Regions from separate parts of the Neogale vison genome. Here region 2 is linked to region 1. A link is a contact called in public Hi-C data. All regions are on one chromosome and are shown on one strand. The core of a region is the stretch at or near the end of the contact, and the rest is flanking DNA. Distances in the headings are between cores, read along the strand shown. Region 1 has its middle 45 kb from the start of AZIN1. Region 2 holds the start of KLF10 (Krueppel-like factor 10).

Region 1 (6,070 bases), core at 1,514-4,013:
TGGACAGATCCGGGCGGGTTTTGTTCACCCAGCTGTTGTGCTACTTCTGCCTGCAAGATGAGACACGGACACCCCCCTCCCCGGGCTGGCATCACTTGTTGAGCCGTGGCTTTGGAAAGAACAGCGAGTTAAATCCCGGAAAGAGCCCGAGAATGAAATCCAGCTGGAGGCCCACCAAGGACAGTTGTGTCTTGCTCATCCTGGCGGCCGCAGCCCCCCTCCGGCACCTGGCCTTAGCTCCCAGAATAACTGCCACTGATGCCGCCCACCAGCTTCTGGGAACGACCACCACACAAGGCCCAGGATGGCGGGGTGAGGTGGGATGGGGTAGGAGTGGAAGAAACTGTCTGCTGCCCTGCTGTCCTGGCTCCTCTGCCTTCCCTCCTGTCAGCCACAGGGCGGGGAAGCCTATCAGGGCCAAAGCAACTTCGGGGTGCCTCTTAGGCCACTGCAGGTGGGTGCTTTTTAAAGGTTGCTTTTGCCCTCCTTGAGCGTCCTAGAACCACAGGATGCAGCTTCTCCAAGTGGTTACTGAATAGGGCCCAGACTCCTTCACGTGTCTCATTACTGCCTGCAAAAAGCCCATCTTCTGCCTTCAGGAGGCTTCGGCCTAAATTCTCAGGTCGTAAGAAATCACCTGCTCTTAAACTATTTCTTTCCTCTTTTTATGCAGCGTCCTTCCATCCTCCTACCACCAACGCCTTCACTCAGCCGCCACCCACCCTCTACTTACTGAGGTTCTGGAAACTCTGGGGCCTACATCCCCTCTGAAGAGTGCGGGGTGGGGAGGGGGGGCGGTGGTCTGCAGCCTCCACTCCATCCCACCGCGGTCAGGGGAGGAGATTAAGTTAAAGCAGTGCATTTCTTCAGGCTGGGCCAGAGCTGCCCCCATCGAAGGGAACTGGCCCTCCTACTTAAGATACACCGTGCCCCGGGGCCGAGGGTGTCCACCCGGGGGTCCCCCCCACCCCCGCAAGTTGCCCGGCGGCCTTTCTCAGCAAGCCCCCCTTCCGGGAGCGGCTGGGGGCCGGCCGCCACCCACCCAGCGCCGGCTTCAGCACGTGGCTCCGGGGCGGCAGGCTTCCTCCCCGCCCCCGCAGCACCGCAGGGTGGTTTTCACCCTCTTTCGCCCCTACCCCCCCACCCCACCGTGACTTCTTGTAAAGAGCGGCGCGCGTCCCCACCCACCTCCGCCCTCCCGCGGCTGCCAGACCCGGGCCGCTCCCCCCCCCCACCGCCTCCCCCGGAGGCAGCGCTTTCTCCGCCCCTGGCAGCGGGCTCCGCTTCGGAAACTGTTGACTCAGAGGGTGGCCGGGCGGCCAGCGTCTGATGTCAGCTTGGAGCCGGGCCAGGGGAGAGCGGGCGGGAGCGGGGGGCGGGGAGGGGAGGGGAGGCGCGGGGCAGCCGGCCCGGGGGCGCCCGGCCGCGGCGGGGGGCTGTGCGGCGCGCTCGGCGGCGGCGGCTGCGGTGGCCCGGGCGCCCGTGAGTCACGGTGCGTCACCGGAGCAGATGCCCGGGGCGGCCGGAGGCTCCCGGGCTCCCGCTGACTCATCACAAAGTCCTGCCGCTCCGCCCGGGAGGCTGGGGGGTGGGGGAGGGGAGAGGCCCTTGGCGGGCGGCGGCCGAGGTCGTCTGAGGCGCACGCAGCCGGAAAACCCCAAGAAGGCGGCCGCGGAGGGGGCGCTGGGGCCGGCTGGCAGCTGCCGGGGTCGCCTGAAGCGCGGGGCCGACGACAGGCCACGGGGGAGGGAACCAGTCCCCGCCCCCCAGCAGCCGGCGCGCCGCGTCAGGGCCCTACCCGCCCCCCTTTCACAGTCGTGCTGTGCCTCGCGGGCCGCCGCCGGGGTGAGGTGGGGGTGAGGGCCGCGGGAGGCTCCCCCGACCCGGGCCGTGTCGCACACGCCCACGCGCCCAGCTATCGGGAGAGGACGGGTCCCAGACGCCAGCGCTGGCCTCGGGGGCTCCCGAGGTCGCGGGGCTCTTCCCCCTCCCTTTAAGACTTGCGGTGTGTCTGGGAAGAGACCGCACCAGCTTCCAGGGCCAGGACGCCCGCAGTCCCGGTTTACTCTTGGTACCCGCCCCCCCTCTCTAGCGGCCTCTGCCCTGCTGTAGCTCCCACGTGCTGGGTCAAGGCCTGGCCCCGGCGTTTTCCTGTCACTGCTGGCTAACCACAAGGCCCTGTGCTCTCAGAGATGCAACAGAGGGACCAGAGAGCTTCAGGAAGGCGCATGAGCAGAGAGAATTTCTCTGCGTGACTGTCCACCCTGTCCTGGAACAGGGACGAATTCTTTAGCATTCAAGAAATACGTGAGACTCTTCTATCCCAGGTGCTCCCCATCCCCAGAGACAGGTGGGGGAAGAGGAGGCCCAGAAGAGTCTATTGGTCCTCACGCTGCAGATACAAGCCGGCCAGGGAAGCAAAGACGGGGCACACCTTGTGCAGAAGGAGGACAAGGGTAACAAGCACATACAGAGGTCCTGGGGGAGCTGGCATTAGGCATCTTTAAGGTAGGGACCTTAAAGAGGAATGGTTTGAACAGATGCGGAAAGGACATTCCAGACAGAAACAAATGCCTGGAACCAAAACCTAGAGGCGGGAAGAGTGAGGTGAGTTCTGGGAATGGCAAGCAATCTAGTTGGACGGGAAAAGCTGAGGCTCCCAAGAGCAGCTGCAGCTTGGCCTAGCAGACAGATGTGGATCTCAGAAGCAGGCACAGTGGCCCAGAGGGACCTGGAGCCACAGGGTTCCGCCCTCTGCCCCAGGGCACTGCGTCATGCCAGTTCCCAGACAGATGGATTCCTTCCAAGAATTCCGCAGTCCTGCTGTCACAGCTGCAGGAGCCTCCCTGCCTTGGATGGCTTTTATTAGTCGGTGTCTAATGCAAATCCTCTTTTGTTCAGATTTCAAGTACTTTCCTCCTCTGTCCTTTGTTCATTATCTATTTAGGTCTCCCTCAGGGTTTCTCAACCCCAGCAGCAGGGCAGAATTACTTGGGGGTGCTTTACAAAACACAAATTTTGGTGCGTGGGCCCCCTCCCTTAAATCTGACTTCTTCGGCCTGGGGTGGAGCCCAGGCATCAGCATCCTTTCACTGGGCTGCCAGGGATGAGCAGCCCTGATGCAGATGTCACCGCTGTGTGCGTCCAGGTCAGGCCCACACTCAGAGTGGGGCCTCCTGGCCTTCAGACTCTCTAACTCCAGCAAACCCTGAGCACGGCCTTGGCAGATCTCCAGGAGCAGTTGGACTCCCTGAGGCTGGAGCTGAAATGTGTTTCCCAGGCATCCACTGTGTAGCAGAGGCCAAAGTTTCCAACAGGAAGGGAGGGTGAGGCTTCTGTTTGCTTCCCAAGAGCCAACTGGCCTTTCAAGCCAGTGATAGCCACCATAAGCCCCACCGGCAGGAGAACAGGAGTCGGTGAGAACTACAGGCATTTCCCACGGACTGCACGTGCCTGGCAGGGGGCCTCGGTGGAGACGGCACCAGCTCCTGCATCCCTGGCCCTCAGAAGTGGAGAAGGGCTGCGCTAGGACAGATTGGGGACCTGGCCTCCAGGTCCTCTTTTACCTGCAAAATGGAGGTGTTTTGCTAGTGACTTTCACAAATTTAGGAGAAATCTCCAAATCTTTGCCTTACAGCTCCTTCCCTGTCTGTCCACTGCCACCTCCCTAATCCAGGGCTTTGGAGGAGGACCTTGAAGCCATATCTGAGGCCTTAGGAAGGTCAGGCTGAAGAACTTGGCAGTGGCTTCCCTGCTGCAAGGGAAATGACGTGGATTAACAAGCCAACCTTCCTGGACTGACTAGGAAGAAGAAATATGGCCTTGAGCCCAGGGAGGATTCAGAACTATAGGAAGAATTTCCTGACAAATGACAGTGTTGCCTAAAGGACTCATGAGAGTCTGTGAAAGGTGGAGATGCGTCCTGGGCACCTGACCCTGTCACCACCAGCAGCGTTGCTCCCATTTGACAGATGAGAAAACTGAGGCTTAGAGACATTCAGTAACTTGGTGAAGCGGTCACATCGAGGCAGGGCGGGGGTTGGAATTGGAAAGACCAACAGTTAAAAGCAGTGGGCAATGCCTCCCTGCCTTTTGGCTCTAATATCCTAGGATTTTGTGTTTTTTATCTTAAGCCTTGCAACCAGAACCTTAGAGAAGCCACACTTAATCCTAGAGATTGGACATTAAACCCAAGGGGAGAGTGTCCTTGAAATGCTGTGCATTCTTCTTTCTTTGAATCCCCATCATGTTAGAGGAAACTCTACGAAGGTAACCAGTGTTTATTGCCAAGGGCTTTCCTGGACAAAATCAGGGCAAGCTAGAGACTGCCCACGGTCTCGAGAAATACAGCAGAGGGAGAGGCGCCCCTAGATGGCACTTTCTTGCCTTTAGGTATGGACAGTTCTCCCTTGGGATTCTCCCAGCACCTCTCCTTGGGAGTGTCACCAAATTCCCGGTGTGAAAGCTACGTTTTACAGATTAGGAACTTGAGGCTGGACAGAAGTCTCACTCACTGGGAAACCACTGTGTCTGGATCGGACTCCCTAAGTTCTCTCCCCCGCCGCGTCGCAGAGGCAGGCCTGACCACCCAGTGCGGATGGGAGCGGTAACCCGGCCGCACTCCCAGGCCACCCCTCCCCCGGCTGCAGGGCGGCCCGCGCCGCGGCGGGGCACACAGGAGGCACCGTCTCGGTGCGCGCGCACACACGCCCGAGCCCAGCGCCGGGCCCCCGAGCGCCTGGGAGGAGCCCACTTCCCTTCCCCCTCCTCTGGGAAGCCGCCGCCGGGGGAGGGGGGCGGCCGCTGCCCTTCCCACCCGGAGCGGCCGCCAGGTGCGCAGAAACCCGGCCTCCCCCTCCCGCCCCCACGCCTGTTCCCGGCGCGGCCCGCGTCTCGCCGGTCACGTCTCCCCAGTCGGATCCAAAGTGCGAGTCAGCCGCTGCCCGGTCGACCCCGCCGAGGCGGGGGCGGGAGCGACCGGGGGAGGGGAGAGGCCGCAGCGGGCGGGGCCCTGCGCGTCCCCCCCTTCCCCCGCTCTCCCTCCCGCCCGGCGCGGGGCGCGTCTGCAGGGGCCGGACCCCGCCCGCCGCGCCCCAGTCGGCCCCGGCCCACAGGGCGAGGCGCGGGCGAGGCCTCAGCAGCGAGGCCGCCGCCCCAGCGGGCCGCTCAGCGGGCGGGGGCGGGGGCGGGGCGGGGGAGGCCCCGCCGGGGAAGCCGCAGGCCGCGCTTCTCGAGCTGCGCACCGGCCGGTGTTGCTGGGGAGAAAAGCGCCGCCACGGCCCCGCCCCGAGCCCCGCGGGCGCTGCTCCCCCTGCTGGTCCGGCCTCGTAATTGCACGCGGACCCCGTCTGTCCTTACAGCGACGAGCGGCCTCAGCTGCTGAGGGCTGTTGGAGTCTGATCAGTAGAAACTACTGGCAACTTAAAAATCATCATTCTTTTTCAAAGGAAAAAAAAAAAATTCAAAAGCGAGTCCTGGACATTGCAGGAAAATGTGGAAATGGGAGGAAAAAAATCGGTGTGCCTGTATCTGGAAACGAACACTGTTAAGAGTTTTAGTGTCTAACCTCCCAGTGCTTCATATCAACAAATTTGTGTGAGTTTATGCTTTATAGAATAAAAAATACAGGGGCGCCTGGGTGGCTCAGGTCATGATCCCAGGGTCGGGGAGCCTGCTTCTCCCTCTCCCTCTACTGCTCCCCCTGCTTATGCTCTCTTACTCTGTCAAATAAATTAAAAAAATTTTTTTAAGATTTAATTTATTTATTTGACAGAGAGAGATCACGAGTAGGCAGAGAGGCAGGCAGAGAGAGAGGAGGAAGCAGGCTCCCCTGCGAGCAGAGAGCCTGATGCAGGGCTCTATTCCAGTACTCTGGTATCATGACCTGAGCCAGAGGCAGGGGCTTTAACCCACTGAGCCACCCAGGTGCCCCTAAATAAATAAAATCTTCTTAAAAATTTAAAAATACAATATTGTCAGCTTTGTGAATGCTGAGGCCTTATTTTACTCATTGCTTGCTCCTTGGTGTCTAGAACACTGGCAGTATTCTAGATAATCAGAAACCCTTTGT
Region 2 (6,070 bases), core at 923-3,422, 120 kb before region 1:
CAATGCTTGTTTAAAAAAAAAAAAATGCATACACCCTTCATGTTGAAATCCTCAGAAAAGGAGCCACAGCTCTCGAAATTTCACTAGTAAGGCTATTGCATAATCGCGCGCCCCTTTACGTAAGCTGCAACGGACAGCGCCTGTATGTGTAAAAGCCCCAAGACGCCAATGCAAAAAAAAAAAAAAAGAAAGAAAAGAAAAGGCAGGCCAGCAGGGAAGGGGAGTGTGAGCTGGGAAGGGCAGGAAGAGAAGCGGGGAGGGGAGGAAAGGGAGTGGGGCGCGAGGCAGGAAAGGGAAGAACGGGTGGAGGGACGGGCGGGGGAGGCAGACGAGGGGCGGGGGCGGACGGCGGGGGAGATCCTCGCTGGCGGGGACAGACGGATGGGGCCGCCCTAACCTCAATGAGGCTCGCGGGTGAGTCACTGGGAACATTCCTCGCCGCTCGCACGTCCCCGCGCCCCTGCCCCCGCCATTGGCCAGCCTGCCCGGCGGCTCGGGCCCGGATTGGCTGGACCGTGAAGGGCGGGGGGCGCGGGGGAGGAGGGGGCGAGGCATGTGAACAAAGCGTGATCAGCGGCTGCTCCCGGCCGCGCAGGAAACGTGAACTGGGAATTGCCGCGCCGTCACCTTTCACCTACTTCCTGAGCCCGCGGGCCCCCGCCCTCGCGCCGGCCCGGGGGAGGGGCCGCGGGCACCGCCGCCAACCGCCCGGCAGTGCGCGCCCGAGCCCGCGGGGAGGGGCGGGGCCGCGGGCGCCGGCTCCGGGAGCGCCCGCCCCTCCCCGCTCCCGGAGATCCGCCGTTCCCTTAGGAACCGACAGCGGGGCTGGGCCTCGTTGCCGCCCCTGGCGGAGGCCGGGGCTGGGTCACTCCGGGACGAGAAGCTCCCTGGGCGCACCCGCTCCCGGCCCATCCCCCGGCCTCCGCCTCAGCTGCCAGAGGAGGAGCCGGGTCCCCGCGGAAACCCGGCCCCCGCCCTCCTCCCGGCCGCAGCCCCCGGGGATCCGGCCGAGCCCTCGGCGCTTCCCGCCCACGCCGCCCGCAGGACCTCAGACCACCCCGTCTTTCCCGCAGACGCTGCGCCCCCTCCCCGCGGTTTCCGGCAGCTCCATCTCCGCCCGCCGAGTCTCCACGGGTTCCCAGACGTGCAGCCCCCACAGGCTCCGGCTCCAGACGCGCGGCCCCACGGCCCGCGGCTCCCGCCTCGACACGCGGCCCCCGCGTCTCGCGGCCCCGGCTCCCCCCGCCCACATCCCCCGCCCCGCTGCTGGCTCCCGCTTTCCACCCTCCTATCCCCAAGGCATCTCCCTACCCCCTCCGAGGGGGTCCTCAGAAGGCGGCCACTTGCTCCCGCGGGGGATGGGGAGTCCCCAGCCGACGTCTGGGGGCGCACCTCCTCGTCCCCCCGGGTGGTCCGGGGCCCACGTGCCACTCCTCCGCCCCCACGCCGGGAGCCCCCTCCCCCCGGCCCCGGCTGTCTGCTGAGCAGCCCCAGTACCACAAGCCTCGGCTCAGACCCCCGAAAGGGGCAGCCCCCTCTCCTCTCCTGTGGACACCCCGCCCCTCAAATGCCAGTAAGGAGCCCCCTCCCGCCCTGGGTCGCATTCCTGATCCAGACGGCGGCATCTCTCCCGGGTGCCAGGTGCAGGGTAGCCCCCTTGTCACCCCCCTTCCCTTTCCACACCTTCCCCTGTCCTCGCTGCCCGGGCAGCAGCCCCCTCCTCGCACCCTTTCAGTTATCCTCCCCCTCAACTGCCTCAAGTCTCCCAGCGGAGCTACCCCTTCCCCTCATGACACCTTGAGTAAGACCCCGGTCCCTTCGGCTGTAGATCCCAATCCGCCTGTCCTGACCCACTCCGTGACACACACGCCCTCACCAATACCCAGTGTGCAGGCAGAAAGCCCCTTCCTCCCCCAGGACTCCGCTGCAGCAGACGCCGCTGATGTCAAGGGCTCGGGGCTAGTGCCCCGGCTGGCCCCTCAGACGCAGCGAGGAAGGGAAGGACTGGGGCATCCCCAGGTGACTTACCGCAGCCTGCTGGAGAGAAGCGCCGAAGTTGAGCATGGTTGGCTGCCTGGCCGCCGGCCGCGAGCTGACTGGCTGCTCTGCTGCTTGGCCACAGACGGACGCCCGGAGACACTCGACGCCGCTCCCGCCGCCGCCGCGCTCCGCGCCGTCTGCCCCCTCCCCATTCAGGTAGCCTCTCCGCCTGCCCCGCGCCGCGGGCGGGGGTGGGGGCGGAGCCTGCGGCCGGCCAATCATCGACAAAGGTGTGTGAGGCGTCGGCCAATGAGCTCCCGGGGCCACGCGTGATCAGCGGCTGCCCGGCAGCGTGAAGCTTGTGTCAGTGGAGCGTGTACACAATCCCCGGCAGCGTGTTCCCTCGGCCCAGCCCGAGGGAACTCCCAACGCCACCTGACTCAGTGACACCCCCCACCCCTCGCCCACCCTCCCCTGCCGTCCTCCGCTCCGGCCTAGGGGGCGGTGCCGCGAGCGGGGGCCTAGCCCGGAGGCGCGGCGGCGGCGCGCCCAGGCCCTGCGGAGGGCCGGCCCCACGTGGGAGGTGGGGAGGGATGCCCGCTCCGCCCCGTCCCCTCTCCTCGGGGCCCCATCTTGTCCCGCCGCGCGGGACGCCGGGCAGCCGGGCGGGGGAGGCGGCGGCTGCTAGCCAAGGCGCCCGAGCCAAGAGATTTGCATTTGGAAGCGCCGTCCTCTTAGGCGTCTGGCAAGAAAGCAGAGCCCGCTGACCGACTGAGCTGCATTTCTCGAGCATTTACTGGGTTTTGCCTCGCTGAGCTGTGGGGAGCACGGAGGCGGGGAGGGCAGGGCGGTGAGCCCTGTCATTGAGCCGACACCTGCTTCTGTGGGGGGGCCCCCCGCCCACGCCCCGGCCACCGGAGCGGACTCGCCCTCCCCTTCTGCGTTGCAGGCAGCAGTGCCCGCCCCTGCCCTCCCCGCCCATCCTTCCTCCAGGCCGCCGAGAAAATGGTGTGGGGACTGCAGGAAGCCTTGAGAACTGGACCAATGGGGTGATGAGAGGCTATAGACCCTAGTTCTTTTCCTTCTGTTGCGCGGACGATCGGCTGCGGAATCGAGTTTTGAGCTCGATGCAAACTTTAAATTGCAGTCTGCCGGCTGTTTCAAAGGTAGACCCCATCCCCACTCCGGGCCAAGGCCTCCGGAAGCGCCTGCCTGGAAACTGCTCGTCGGGAAGGGTCTCCTAGGGTTGCCCGGCGCCCGCCCCGCGCCCAAGCGCGCCTGGAGTTGGGGTTGCTGCGGGGATGCCCGCCTGGTCAAAGGCACACCGCCCCCTCTAAGGCGCCACCCACACCCCCTCTACCCCACCACCCCATCTCTGACTCCCTGGGGGGTCGGAGGAGAGCCAGCGCCTCAGATTTGGAGCCCGTGTCTGTTTTCGTTCTCTTCTGGCCGTTGCGTGCCCGTTCACAGCAGCTGTTGTTGGGAGAGGTGGGCAGTGATAACCCAGCTGAAAGCAAACTGGAGATTTTATCTCCTTTGGACAGGCTGAACACGTGGCACAAATCACTGTCCCTCCTCAAGCCGTCTTGTCTCTCCGCGTTAACTGAAAGGCTAAGGCAAGTGACCTTTCTTTCCCAATGACCACAGAATGAGCATAGGAAGGGAATCATTTTAGAACCCGGCAAATCCATGAACGTCTTCCAGTGTTTCTTTCTGGCTTAGCCAAGGCCCAGGATAGCCAACAACACCAGTAATAATAACAGCTGACCAGGGCTGGGGATGGAATGGCCTTCTGTCACTGCCTCTCCTGAATCAGCTGGAGGGGCGCCAGCTCAGCAGCCCAGGCAGCTCTTCCTGTCTCCCCTCCACTCCATGCCCCAACTCTGTCTGCAGGGGTGTCCCTTCCTGTAGGCTTCCTTCCGCCTGGGCTGTCCCATCCTGTTGATGTGAGCCTGAGGGGTTGGAGCAGCTGGCCCTGGGCACCTGCTGCAGTAGTGGAAGCTCCCCTCTGTGCCCAACCAGCAGGCCAGCCTTCCTTCCTGTCGGGGAGCCACCCCCTCCACAGGCCAGCCTTCCTTCCTGTGAGGGAGCCGCCCCCTCGGGTGGCCACATCCAGCCAGCCCTCAGGTCTGGACCCAGTCCCTTCTTCAGGAATGTGGGGCCTGCTGGCATGATGTCCTAGCACGCTGAGAAGCAGGGAGCATTCATGGCTTGTGGGAGTGATTCAAAACAGGAAAGAAAAGAGAAAAGGGGTAGGAGGAACAGTGTGGTGGTGGCACAATTCCTAGAGATTCAGAGAAAGATGTTCTCAGGCACCTCAGACTCAACATTACCAAAACTAAAATCATTTCTGTTCCTTCCTGTATGGATTCATCATCTCCCATCTGGCCTTCACCTTCTCCCTCAAAGTCCTGGATCCCGTTGGTCCTTAGATCCCAACAGTTTTGCCTCTAAAATATCTTTTTCCTCACTTTTCATTTCTGTCCTTCGATTGTAACTCTTGGTCACTCAGTATCAACTCTCCCTTGGATTAAATAATCTGCAGTCTCCCCACCCAAACTCCAACTCCACCCCAGCTGATTTTTAGTGCCCAAACTCTCCATACAGCCACTAGAGTGGTGTTTTGAAAGTCACGATCCAATCATGACACTCCCTCCTTAAAAAAAGGATCTGTGACTCCTGTTGCCTAGGAGATAAGAGGCTGTTCCATTCAGAGCTGTACGGTCTCCCCACCCTTCCAACCTCCTCTCCCACCCAGACATACCCTTGCCCAAAGCCATAGCAAATGGCTTGCTGTTCCTCAAACATATGGTACAATTCCACATCTCTAAGCCATGTCCTCATTCAGTAAATACTGTGTTGCTCATTTATCCAGTCCGTTCAACAGGTATTTACTGAACACCTACCAGGTACCCAGGTACCCAGACGACTGGAAGGAACAAAAAAGTCCAGGTCCCTGCTCTCAAAAAGCCTAGACGGGAAGACAAAGACAGGTCTCTCTGTCCGTCTGTCTCTCTATATATATTATTAAATCACTTATGAAGGTGAAGTTAACTATAACACATAGAATCGCAATGGTTGTGATTATGACTATGGTTTGATTTAGGAGATAAGAGAATCTTGTTTTGCAGAAGGGACTAAAAACCTACTGAGAGGAGAGGCAGATTCAGGAACAATGTGCCTGAGTAGAGGCAACAGCTATCACAGGGTCCTACCAGGAAGGAGTTTGCTCTGTGATGCAGTGTGGCTAGAAGTTTGGAGGGTGCTAGGGGAAGTGGGAGATGGGGGAGGGCAGGGTTGGAGAGCGAGGCAGGAGGAGCCAGATTACTGAGGAAATTATAGGCCACAGTGTGAAATACAGATTTTCTTTAAAGTGTAACAGAAGCCCTGGTGTCTTGGAAAAAATGTATATCTTAACTCTGAAAGGCTCCTTTGGTTTCCTCTGCTCTACTGCCACCTTGTTGAAGCCTTCCTTGATAACTTCAAGGTGAATCCACTGTCCTCTGTTCCCACAGCACTCTGTCCACACTCCATGCTGGGCATGGAGCACATACCACATCTTATTGCAAGAAGTATTTTACTTCTACTACACCAAGATCTGAGCTCCTTCAGGTGGTGGCCATGTCGCAATCTTTCTGGCCCACTGTGTTCTATATGAGGCACTCGAGATTCTTTAATGGAGGAAATAAAATTGTAGGTTGTCTCTGAAGACCCAAAGGAGTTACAGACAGAATGTAGACAAACACCTAGAGCAGAAGTACAGATCCTTCCATACCTTACCCCTAGCTTGTGTCACAGAAGGACCACACATGGAAAACTGTCACTGTGGGCAAGATTAAAAAAACGTTCTGGGCAGTAGTAAGCAGTACCTTAGGTAGCTGCTGACCCTGCCTGCTGCTGGTGCTGGTTTCTCCTTCCATCAGAATAATGAAGGAAGTGGCCTTGGGGCTGACCTGTAAAGAGCCTTCAGCTGAGTTATGGAATTAACCCATAGTGAAACTGACAGCATCTTCTCATTGCTCCCGAAAGTCCGTGGGTATCATCACCATTCACCCATTGTCCCTCCATATGCCGGACACTAGCTGAACAC

The links. A called contact is a pair of places that touch in the nucleus more often than the background predicts.
Region 2: a Hi-C map of tongue shows a contact between it and region 1, with 10 times the contacts expected there. The contact joins the promoter of KLF10 here to the enhancer-like site in region 1. A contact is called at or near these places in 3 of 3 Hi-C or Micro-C datasets (fibroblasts, muscle and tongue).

Annotation. Positions count from the first base shown.
Region 1 is chr4:34,774,969-34,781,038 of ASM_NN_V1, reverse strand. No RefSeq gene overlaps it. Among named protein-coding and RNA genes, the nearest start is that of AZIN1, 45 kb to the right of the region's middle. Within about 2 kb of position 2,763, the one cell type or tissue checked has open chromatin away from gene starts, as enhancers often do. A contact at or near this core is called in fibroblasts, where this site is marked.
Region 2 is chr4:34,897,464-34,903,533 of ASM_NN_V1, reverse strand. It overlaps KLF10 (Krueppel-like factor 10), which reads right to left and starts at 2,172. Exons shown (of 4, transcript XM_044245180.1): 1 at 2,029-2,172. The coding sequence starts at 2,064.